Regions from separate parts of the Drosophila melanogaster genome. Here region 1 is linked to region 2. The links are chromatin contacts, called in public targeted proximity ligation maps. All regions are on one chromosome and are shown on one strand. The core of a region is the stretch at or near the end of the contact, and the rest is flanking DNA. Distances in the headings are between cores, read along the strand shown. Region 1 holds the start of side-II (sidestep II). Region 2 holds the start of CG4650.

Region 1 (6,034 bases), core at 759-3,258, 200 kb after region 2:
GTACTTCGTCTTGGAACAGGAGTGAAGCGAAAGGCCTGACGTTGTCACTTTTCTCTAATGAAAGACGGCATGCAAATTTAATAAACAGGCGAAAGGCATGAAATTTGGGTCCTCTTCAGGTGGGCTGCTCACAACTTTAGTTGGCCCGAGCTCGAGGAACTGCAACTTTAGGGCCAAGACAGTGACTGCCCTTCTTGGCAGTGTTCCGTTATTTGACAGAAAATATAATGAAATATCTAATTAAAATTAATTTTTATTTATTATCTTGACATAATTGTAACACTCATTTTTAACGAGCACTGTTTAAATTACACATTACTAGAGTACATTAAGAAAGTTCTGAGGCTTGAAACTTTTGAAGTCATTCCATTATTTCTTTAAAGCCAAATAAACATTTTATTTTATTTAATAAAACAACATTAAATTTACATATGAATTATTCTGCAAAGTGAAATTCAAATATTGGTAAAAAGTGTTGATATTTTATTTCTACAAGAAATTACCAGAAGCATTTACTTATCTTTTGGAAAGTCTTTTTATACATTTTATACCACTACTTTATTTTGCATTGCTAGACAAAGGAATGGAAATAAAAAATATGAGCAAGACGGAAAAAAAAAACAAGTAAATAAACTTTAGGCAAAAAGTTTTAGGCAACTTTCTGGCAGTCAGTTGGCGCATTTTAAGTTACGGCAATCGACCCAGTGGCGTAGCGGAAAAGAGGGGTATCACGGGGGAATATAAGTTGCTAGCGACGAGGGAAAAGTGAAGGGGCGGCAAAAGTGAAAAACTGGCGCATCGAGACAAGAGCTTAAACCGCGAATTCCACAGCTTCAACACTGAAAAAATCCCAGCCATATCTGCAGTAGCAAATAACCAAAACCTTACAACATTTTTTGAAAAATATATAAATTAAAAAAAGATAAAAAAGGCTAATTTTACTTCTAATTATTTTAGTTTTCTCACAGTCACTGTTAACTATATCAGTCCAACCAGACGAACAATTTTATAACGAGACATAATTTCTGTTTTAATTATACATTTACCACTTGAAAAAAGAACGTAAAAAGAATTATGTAACATGGCAAACTCACTTAATTAATTAGAAAGTTACCAGAAGCTTAATTTATCTGAGACGTTTTTCTCTAACTGCAGCAACTGCGAGGGCGGTTGGCAATTTCAACTTTAGTTAGTAAACTTTTGGGCAAAAAGTCACTCTTAAAGAGCAAAAAGTGAGCTCGTCCAACTTACCTGGCGAGCAATTTAAATTTGTCCCACGCAGGATAATCCTTTATTGCAGTTGTTGCTATTTGTGTTTGGTGGTGGTGGTGCTGCTGCTGCTGTTGCTTCTGTTGCTGCTTTTGTTGCTAATATTATTGTTGCTACTGTTGCTTGACTTTTGTCACGCACAAGAAGGCAGTGGGCCAAGCCAACTTTGAACTGACCACGTGACCATCAAAACACAAACAAACACACGGTAACGAGAATATACACACCGGGTCACACGAACAACAACAACACGGACACAGACACACACACACACACAACGAAGACACTGGGCCACTTGCAAATACTTAGTTGCTGGTTTTAATGTATGCCCGAAACGAGAACAGGGCAATTAAATCGCCTAAGAGGAGCCGTAGTGTAGCCTTTTGTGTGTGCAACAATATCAGCTGCTCGCTGAGTGAGTCGCATGATTTTATTTGCCTTTATTATTCGGAAAACCAACAGCACGCAAACCTCAATGCAGTTCAAAACCCTAACCAAATTGGCGCAGGTATATTCTAATTAGCTCTTATTGATTTCGATAATTGGTCCTTTCTGGCGGTACGAGAATTATATTTATTCGCGAAACAGCGCACCCGATTCTCAGCGTTTGTGGGTGGGTGTGAGTGTGTGTGCAGGACGAGACCCGATAACTTCGCTAATTCGATGGCTGCCGCAGCGAGCGTCAGCATCCCTGCAAAACCACGTTCAAAACAGTCCGACGGCTGAGCTTCAACTGAATCGGCCTGGCCAACTCAGAGCCCCATAAGCCCCACAAGCCCCACAGACCCCACCGTCCCCCGCCGGAAGTCGGCCGCCCGAAGCTCCGCTTCTCGGTAGCCGAACGCCGAGAACGAGCCCGATCCGAGCTGCAGGATAAGAGCCGAGCGCAGCAAAGGATAACACGAGCGCGAAACTCACGAGCATCTCGCAAGGCAGCTGAGTAAAGAGAACGCAATGAATGAACTGCTCGCTCTCTGTGTTAACAAAATTAAATTATTAAAAATGCAATCAAACGCTTTTGCTAATCTTTTTCAACTCACTTAAAAAGAGATTCATATCCTTAGCACAGATATAAATAAATAACAAAATGCCTTGTAAGCAAGCTCAAAAAATTATATATTATTTTCACCAACATAAGCTATGGAAATAATATTTATTATTTTTATCTACTGTTCACTCTATTTACTTTATTACTAACTTACTTTAGTAAGTTTTAAATAAAACCTTTTCCGAAATATGCAATAAGGTAAAATATTTTATCTATAATAAGTGTACTTATTGTCTCTATTATCAATCGCCTATATTTTGATCGGTAATTGTGAGATTTAAAAATTGGAGATAAGAAAACATGAGAATTTCATGCAGTAGCAGAATTCAAAGTTTCAAAACGAATAATCACAGAGCAAAAAGCAAAGAGTAAAACTCTTATACTTTCCTCAGTTTTGGTATAAAAGTGGTTCAATGCTTGGCTAAGCTTGGACTCCACCCACTATGTAAATTTGTAGTGTAAAATGTTGAACATTGTGTAAAATGTTGCCTTCTTTCAATTTAAAAAAGTTGTTGAACTAACATAATGCTGAAATTAAAATTAATAAGATAGTTAAATAATAACAAGGTAAAGAGGAAATATTTCAAGGAATTAATAGCTATCAAAAAGCAAAGCGAATACTGAATAATTGAACTCTGTCAAATAGTTGAAAGGAAAAGCGAGATTTGATTTTGATTTTTTTACTGTAGCTTTTACCTTTCCATCTGTCACCAATTACAGATCAAATCCAATCAAAACTAGGGACTACCAGCTAATTAACTACAGAGTTACCTCATCCTCTTGCGCCATGGCCTCCTTCCACCAGAGTTTTATCAACCTTCGTCGCATCGCTTTTAACTGCAATCACTCAGAGTAAAAATTGTCGTCAAGATACGTACAAACTCATACAAGACGCGTAAAAAATGGCAAGCGAAGGAGACAGACAGAAAATAAAACCCGAAAATGAATTGCAGCGAAATGTTCAAACACACTCTACGAAATTGACTTAAATAAATAAATGGCATAAAAACAAAGACAAAACACATGCGCAGCAAGAAAGTGAATCGAGAGGCAGGGGACAACGGCGTGTCATAGAAACAAAGTGCATTCCCAGTGGTGGAAAATTGGGTGGGAAATTCCTAAAGATGAGGCGGATTGGGGCGGGGCCGGTCCGGGCTTGGTTGTTGTGTTAGCTTGTTGCAACATTTTCATTTCATTTTATTCAGTTCAGTTCAGTTCAGTTCAGTCAATGCAATGCAATGCAACGTTCGAATGCAACAATTGCAAGTGCAGCAAAGACAACGCTTAGTAGCTCATCCATTTTCATTTGTATTAAGCAAAAGGCAAAGGACATGGCCAAGTTGCAGAGGAATCTCAATCTCTTCGCGTTTTCCGCTCGCGTGAAATAAAAGCGTTGGCATTACTCAGCAAATACTTGTTTGCTTGTTGCCTTGACAAAAAGTCTATAACCCACCCCCAATAACTACTCTTAAACCCCCCCCCCCCCAAAAAACCCCCTTCATTCCACCATTTTATGCTTTCCCCGGGGCTGCTCGTTAGCACAGCTGCCAAGAGAATTTATCTTACTCTCCCACGAATGCAACTCGATTGTATTTTATTTTATTTTTGCCCTCATTGTTTCTGTGTGGCATATTGGACGTATTGTTAGCCCCACAATGATCGATGCAAATTGATGCGTATTGTTAATGGAATTTCTTCCATGCGCAAAAACAGTATGGCAAAGTATGCAACACAAATTGGGCGGAAAGCAAAAGGGAAACCAAGAAAGTATATTGTCAAGCTCACATTCGGCTTAGTCTTAGTATGTCATGCAAGTCTCTAGAGATTTTGACATTGCTTTGATTTAAAGACAAAATATCAGTGTAGTAACTATACTCAGACTCTCTTGATTTATGTACATATGTAGCTTTCAAACATACAGTTACTACAGGTTCAGCATTTATCCGATTACCTAACCACCCAAAAATACCTTTATTTCTCACTTCGAATTCTTTAAAGGCAAGTAGAAAAAAGGGAGCCTTGAAGATGCCAAAGAGGCAGAGGAAAAAATGTCATAAATATGAACGTTTGCAATTTGTTTATATTAAAATTGAGAGTCAAAAAGCATCCTAAGGTGCTGGGTTGGACGGTGTTCTTGTATCCTGCGCCCAGATTCCCATTGCATTTGCCTCTGCCAACTGCTCCACATCCCTGCTCCTCCTCCTCGCTGCGCTTCAGTATCGCCTGCTGTTTTGTGAATTATGCGCCTTCCGTTGCATGCGGCGGCATTTCCCAGCCCGAACCCAAGCGCAGGGCAGTACAGTGAAAAAAAAAACGGAGCACATACTGGCAAGATTGGGATATAAAAATGAGAATATGACGCAGGTATCACTCTTATTATTAAACTGAAATATAAAAAAACCCACAAATGTTGCTAAACAGCATTATTCCTTTACACCTTACTCTTGTAATCTTGGAATGTAAAGACTCACAAGTCCTTGCTAATCCTTTTCTGCATTTCGCCGTGTAGCTGTTGCCGCTTCCAAGGCCCAAGTCCAAATAATGGCTTGACGCGCCTGGCTGCATATTTTTGAAGTCAGCGTAGTGGCGGAATGTGTGTGCATGAAAGGGGAGGGGGAGGGGCGTAGGAAAGCCAGTCGTCCGCCCACAACTAACTGCGCTCGTTTTTGTAATAAAAATGTCATAAATCTTGATTCCTTGAACTCTAAACCGAAAAGCGTGCGATAGCGACACAGGACATCGCTCTATCCTTCTCGCTTGCTCGCGCTGCCGCAAGTCGGTCGTAGTCGTAGTGGGTGGGCAATATAACTGTCTATTTATGCTCGCCTTGCATATGAAGTACATTTTATTTGTTTTTATTTATTTGCACTCGCTTGCAATTCTTTGTCCTACCCTAAAGGGCAGGATTCTCTGCTGGGATAATTGATTTATTTGACTAGTTTAAGTGAGAATAAAATCTGGTTAGGCGGGCTTAGAAATGCACACTTAAAAACGGAATTTATACCATAAAAACCAAGGGAATTCTAGCAAAACGTTTGCGATTTCCAAGAGAATCAGGACTTTAGTAAATTTTTGAACAACTCTACCCGAGTTTGTGTCTACAAATATCACACCCACGAAATAATTAGACTTGAAATGATTTACGTCATTGTGTTTTTTTCCAATCTTATCGTTTTTAAACATGGTCAGCTTATACATTAAACTTAAACGGATTTTACACATATTGTTGTCAACTTATTCGTTATAGACACTGGCATTGAATTCAAATTACAAATAATAAATTACTTTAGAAATAAACATTGATTTTTTGCCATAATTCTCGCTCCTGTATGTGTCGATTTCTCTGTGCGTGTGTGGCAGGATTGTCTTATCACAAATAAACATCACTAAAAAACATTCTTATATCTAAAATTGATTCGTCGATTGTTATTACATGGTTAGCTTAACATTTAAAATAATTTAATTAAAAGTACAGTTAAGAATAACATCGTTTTCGTTTTTTATGTTATATTATCAAAGTTAAAGTATGTGATCTGGTCAATTATAAAATATTTTTCATCCTAATTTGTGTTGATTTGTTTTGTTTAAATTAAGAAATTATCACAAAATGTTTTGTTTTAAGATTTCCTCTAAAATTATTTCCAATTAGTCAAGAGTTATGTAAGCCCAATAAAAATAGTCGATTTTTATGGTTTGTCCAATGGCAATCACCAGTGA
Region 2 (5,960 bases), core at 48-2,547:
CCGTCAAAATGGACGCTTTCATTTATGCAGGCTAACGGTAAGAAGATTGCGGCATTTTCATCGAAATTTTTTGCTATTAGATGTAATTCTGTATTATTTTTTTAAATTCTTAAAGTAAGAGCCACATTTTAGATTGATCAGTTTAGTAATTGTACTTTTTTTTATTAATACTTAATATGCTGCAAAAGCTTAAACAAAATAATGTTCCTCTTCTGAATTAGCTTTCAATGTGGTATTTTCCACATCGAAATTATTTTGCAGATCCCATGTTTTGGGAGATTTTTCACCGTTGCGGTACTGTCGCCATACTGAAAGAATAAAATCGGTGTGACTCAGGACATCCGTATAAACGCTTGCCCTTTTACATTTTTGGTTAGTGGTTGCTATGCCAATTAGGACATAGCGCTGAATATTCTTGAAGGTTATAATGGCTCCCAGAGGACTGCTAAAGTCAACATTGCACAGTTTGGAATCCGAGTCTCCAGCACAAAACTGACTGCTCAAAATTGCAGTGCCGTTTAGGGTAGAACACATATTTGCTGGTTGACGTCTGATGTCTGTAATTCTAAATGCATCGCTTTCATTTCGATCATTGGGTAGACCCCATTGAGCACCGCTTAGCACCTGTATGTTGTCGATATATTTTCTCCAAATGGTCCACCACACTATGCAAATTGGTCTAATGGTTTCTACGGAGAGAACAAATTCGATTTAAGCAAATTCAATATTCTTCGCATTATTAATAGTGTTAAAAAAAAAAGGAAATACAAGTAAACTTACTCGAAAACACAATATCCGTAGCCAAGCCGAGAATAGCTATGTCATTGGCGCTTGTGGTCGTATTGTATAAGGAATGTATAAAGGTTTGGCTTACTTGGTACTCTGATAACATCGTGTCATTAGCATCATCCGTTCCTATAAACTCTCCAATTCGAGCTACTCTGTAAGCATATATATTAAAAGAAATTTATTGTTGGTAAATATTTCAGATCACGTGCAATTGTTCGCTGGCCCTTGTGCAATGCGCTGCAGTCAGAACTAATTCTGTAATGTAAATCAAAATGTAACTGGAATCAAAGAAGTAGATTGCATTGACGAACTTTCAGTTATCACAGTTCCGCCGCACACATATAGCAATTCCGAAGTATGTAGATAAGCCATCCACGGACTCGAGATATTATTCGCAATCTTCCCATTCGTCAGAAGTCCGCACCTTCCGTCGAGATACTGTGATGATCCCGGGACGGGGAGCAGAAACAGCAGTGCTGAGATTCCAATTACAACTGAATCCATTACGCTACTGCGTATCAATCGGTAAAGCATTTCTTTTTAATAGGCTCGACAATCGGGCTTATCAGGCTGTTTATTCCGAGAATTTTGAGTCATTATTATATCAGTATAATGCATTGCAATTGAACTTGATCATTGAACATAATCATTAGCACCGTTGCTCATATCTTAAAATCACTAAATATTGAATAAAATGAATTAATTTTCTTGATAAATTAGAAAGATGTTTCCCTTTGGCGCAATTACATTAACACAATAATAACTCATTGGATATTATTTCTTTTAATTAGGATGTTTCCTTGTCTTCTCACTGATTAACTTCAAGGCACACCAGTCACCACATTTATTGCTGCTTTTTCTCATTGCGTTTTTTGTTTCAAATTTTTTGCAGCTGCCCAATGTTAAATGTTAAATTTTCATTGTCGAATTCCTTCTTCCTTTATTGTTCAACAGCGACGGCGTTCGCATCACAAGCTTTTCCATCGGCGGCCATTAAAGGTCATAAATCACAACATAGCATAGAAATAAATCAACCCTTTATTATCAACACATCGCAATGTTTGTTATCGAAAGGGTTATTTATAGTTCTCCTGGGAGCGAAGGGCCAAAGAATCGGCCCGAGCCAGCCGGAATTTGTGAATATATTTACCGGAATTAACTACGGCTAACAGATTGAGTTCAAGGTTGAAATTCGCTGACCGAATTGCCTACTTATCGGTGTGTGTATGTGTTGTCTGCTTTTTTCTGTGTTCTGGCAAGCTCATTAAGCAAATCGCATTATTTGCTTATACGAATTTAAGTATCTTTCCAGTGCACTAAGCACACAGAACGCTCTGACAGCCCCACAAGGAGCTTCATTTGCCGGCAATTGAAAGCCTGAAAAGACACACTGGGGAGGAGCAAGAGCTGCACATAGAAAATGAATACATCATTAGCTGCATAAAATGTCCTTGCCAACTCAAACGTACTGATGCACAGGAAAAATAGTTTCGTTCAAAAGGAACAACAAATGCGTTTGGGTTTAGAGCAATTGGTGAACTTATATGTCGATCCAAATTGGTTTAAAGATGTATTAAATATATGTTTAAATATGTTTAAGTACACAATTAAATAGCAAGGTATTATTTAAGCATATGCATTAATTGATTAATTCATCATTACTTATAGTTAGTCTTAAGATGGACGTTTAACCTATGCCTATTTTTCTTATACCATAAAAACTTATAAAGAAGACTGTAATTTTTATCCGTGTAGATACCCATATACACGTTTATACGAACGTGTACGTTAGCTACAAGTGGACAAAGCCGACTATAAGTGGCAGAAGAACGAAAACCCGAAAGGAGGACGAAAACATCAACGCTCCATGGCTACTTAAACGGCTTAGGTCTGAGGACTTATGCAACTTGTTAACTAATTACGTGCACAGCAGCATAAAGTGGCTTAAAACACACGCACCTGAGGCCACTTAGACATCGAACACAGAGGGAATTTTTCATAATGCCCTGGCAATAACACCAAATAAGCTGATAAGACCGAACTGATAATTTTATGGAAATACGTTATAATCTCTAAAGGATCGTTCCCATTATGGCCTTCACATCAGGTCCTTATTAGGAAGTGTGGTGAAGATACAACTAATTGCAATCAATGAGTTAAGTTTACGTACTTTATATATAAGTTAATGATATGAATTCCTTAATAAAAATCGCAACCAAATAATACTGTGCACTTACACAAATATATAACACTTTAAGGTATATTGACTAAATTATTTTAAGTTTCACAATCCATAGATAACAATTCCATTTATTCTTTAAAATTACACAAAGTTAATAATTTTAACTTTTTGATCATACCCTTTATTCATATCATATAGCTTTTTAAGCGTACCGATTTCCCTCCTAATTTTTGAATTTAATAATTTTTTTTTCTTTGTCTTTCCTGTTTATTATATGCATTATATCCATTGGATATCCATTGGTATTATTCCTAGACTTTTTAATTAAATTTTTATCATTATCGAAGTTGATGGAACGTACCGAGAATTGTATTCGTTTGGCAGGTGTTCAATAAGTTAATTTCCTGTCTGATTACTGATTATGCGTCACTGTTGCATTTAACAAGGTGGTGGTTATTGGGATAAATCTTTCTTAATTTAAATTAATCTAATTTCGTTAACTGTTTGTGCTTTTTATATAATTTAATTAAATTTAAAAGTGCTTAAGGCAAACGTCGGTTAGCATAGACAAATACATTTCAATTTGATTTGTCTGGAAAGAAAAATCTTTTTCGAAGCAATCTAAAATACAAAAGTTTGCAGACAACAAAAGGCAAAACATAAGAAAATCAAGAGCAGAAGGGGGCCCAAAAGGAGTTGGAAAAAGACCAAAAGGAGTGATGAACCAAATAGCCATTGAATATAATAAATCACACCTTTGTCACTCAATGCGAAAACGTATTTTTCCAATTAAAAGCCAAAGAACGGTCCCCTGCAAATTACTTTAACCTTTCGTCGGCCATCGGGTTGCCGACATGTAATTAGTTGACAAAGGTGCTCGTGCCAGTTGTTTTTTAGTGGGCTTGGGACGGGCTTAATTGAATTTTTATCTCGGCCAATGTGGCTTTCTTCCACGTGTACTTCCAAAAAGTGTAGACAGAAAAGTCCCTAGTAACAGAAAGTAAAATGGCGAAAATGAAAGAATATGCAAATTTAAATGAATTGATCAAATTTTTTTATCTAGTGTGGTAGCAAAAGGCTAACGAGTTAGCTAACCAATTTTAAGGGAAATATTCTTCTAGGCTGATCAGGACTAAAATCAAGTGAAAGAAGATTATATTTTTCTATTTTAAAAGCATTATTTAATTGAAATAAACTGGATACTTCCGTGCCTCGCCCAGGCGAGAATCTATATCTGTCAACATTGTTGATTTTCCGACGAGCTCTTCTTTGTTTCGCATTGGGAAGATATGCTCGGTGATTGTTGTTGGCTTTGGGTGTTTGTTGTTGGCAGGTGGTCAAAGGTAAAGGTCCTGGGAGTGGCAACAAACCGCAGCAATGTCAACAGAATAAGCCGATTGCGTGGAATTCCGCCATTGTCCCCTTTGATCGCTTCTAGGGGATTGGCTGCTCCGCCATTCAAATGATAAGTCAATTGTTTGGCTTGAAATTTCCGTTGCCACAGCAACTACGCCTCCAGCACTCAGAAAAATAAATACAAATCAAATTATGGAGCAGTAAAAATATAGAAACAAAAATTAGAATTTTAGTTCCTATCTTATTGTGGAATAAGTCGAAAATGGTTAGTTATGTAAAAATAAAACTAAGCGAAAGCTATGAAACAAAAAACATATTTAAAGAATTAATTTTATTATTTATTATAAGTTATAACGTATACTTGTAATTATTTACATATTTAATTGTCTAAGACGCGATAATTGCGTTTGAGTGCACAGACAACTAGCAATTCATTGAAAAAATGCAAATAACTGCAGCTAAGGGTTTGCCTATTATTAGCCCCATTTTGTTTCAATTTGTGCTCGAAACGATCTAATTATTTATTATCCGTGGCCCTTCCCTGCTTTGTTGACCATCCCTTCAAGCCAAGCGCGGTGGCTTTTATGGCCACCAATTGCGCTTAAGTGGGAAAGCAGCAGCTTTACGAGCATTCCCGTCGCTGCTCCCACTCAAGCCACCTCCGATTCGATTCAAATTGGCACGCAAGCCAAATGAAGTTATGAGTTTGGCTAACAGAGAGGGTCTTGGAGCGAGTGTGTGGTCCTTACTCAAGCTCCTTGTTGCTTCAGATTTGCTCGGCTGAAGTCTGGAGAAATCGGTACAACAAGTGTGCGCTTTGGTCAGATACCTAAACACCGCCGTGTGGGTACCCTTATAATAAATGACCCTAAACCCTAAATAAATGAAAAACGTAGATGTTAAATATAAAAATCACCAAGCTTTTAAGCCTTTAACTATCTTGTCAAATAATAAATTTGTCTTTTTGGAATACTTCATATCAAAGAGTTATGATCAAAAGGAGGAGACAGGGCTCTAAAATTTTCATTCATTTTTTTTTTTAAACAATATGCTAACATACAATAGTAAGTACAAAAGATAAACTACAGCCAATATCTTACATACTCTGCGCCCTTCGACAAGCTCGCCAACACTTGCAGAACAAACAGTCGCCGTGGGAAATTATTAGAGACAAATAAATTAAATTTTATAGCTTGGGTGCGCTAACACGGAAGGAAGCCAGGACAGACGGGAGCAGTAGTCAATGGAAGGATCCCAATTTGATTGACGATTGTTTGGGGGCAATTATAGATTTGGCTGGCTTGTTTTCTGCGAGCTTATAGTGGTGGAGCTGGCTAATGGCTGGCTCTCCCATTCCCAGCAGGACAATGGACACTTCAATTTCCTTCAGCTCCATTTATGGCTGAAACATGCTAACTAAAAGTTAAGTTCTGATGCGAACTCCGACGCCAGCAGAGTAAAAACAAAAGCCGCTCGACTCGATGGCGTTTAACAAAGTTATTGGCTTTCCCTCGCTTCCGCTGCCCAGCGTTCTTGGCCATCATCAACACTGTCTGTCCGATGCTCCAACTCACCCACTCTGGGTGCCCCGTTTTCTTGCCACCTTTTGTTTTTTACAAGCACTTTGCAAATA

Evidence for each region.
Region 1: a targeted proximity ligation map of the Kc167 cell line shows a contact between it and region 2, with 5 times the contacts expected there. A contact is called at or near these places in 2 of 107 Hi-C or Micro-C datasets (the Kc167 cell line and whole body) and 1 of 7 datasets of targeted methods (the Kc167 cell line).

Annotation. Positions count from the first base shown.
Region 1 is chr2L:14,970,292-14,976,325 of dm6, forward strand. It overlaps side-II (sidestep II), which reads right to left and starts at 2,009. Exons shown (of 20, transcript NM_001299017.1): 1 at 1,252-2,009. It overlaps mol (moladietz), which reads right to left. Exons shown (of 6, transcript NM_165094.3): 6 at 5,456-6,034. The coding sequence ends at 6,025. lncRNA:CR45331 (long non-coding RNA:CR45331) reads left to right here and starts at 4,177. Exons shown (of 1, transcript NR_124272.1): 1 at 4,177-4,710.
Region 2 is chr2L:14,773,684-14,779,643 of dm6, forward strand. CG4650 reads right to left here and starts at 1,298. Exons shown (of 4, transcript NM_135878.3): 1 at 1,101-1,298; 2 at 999-1,044; 3 at 781-941; 4 at 131-689. The coding sequence starts at 1,293. The coding sequence ends at 190.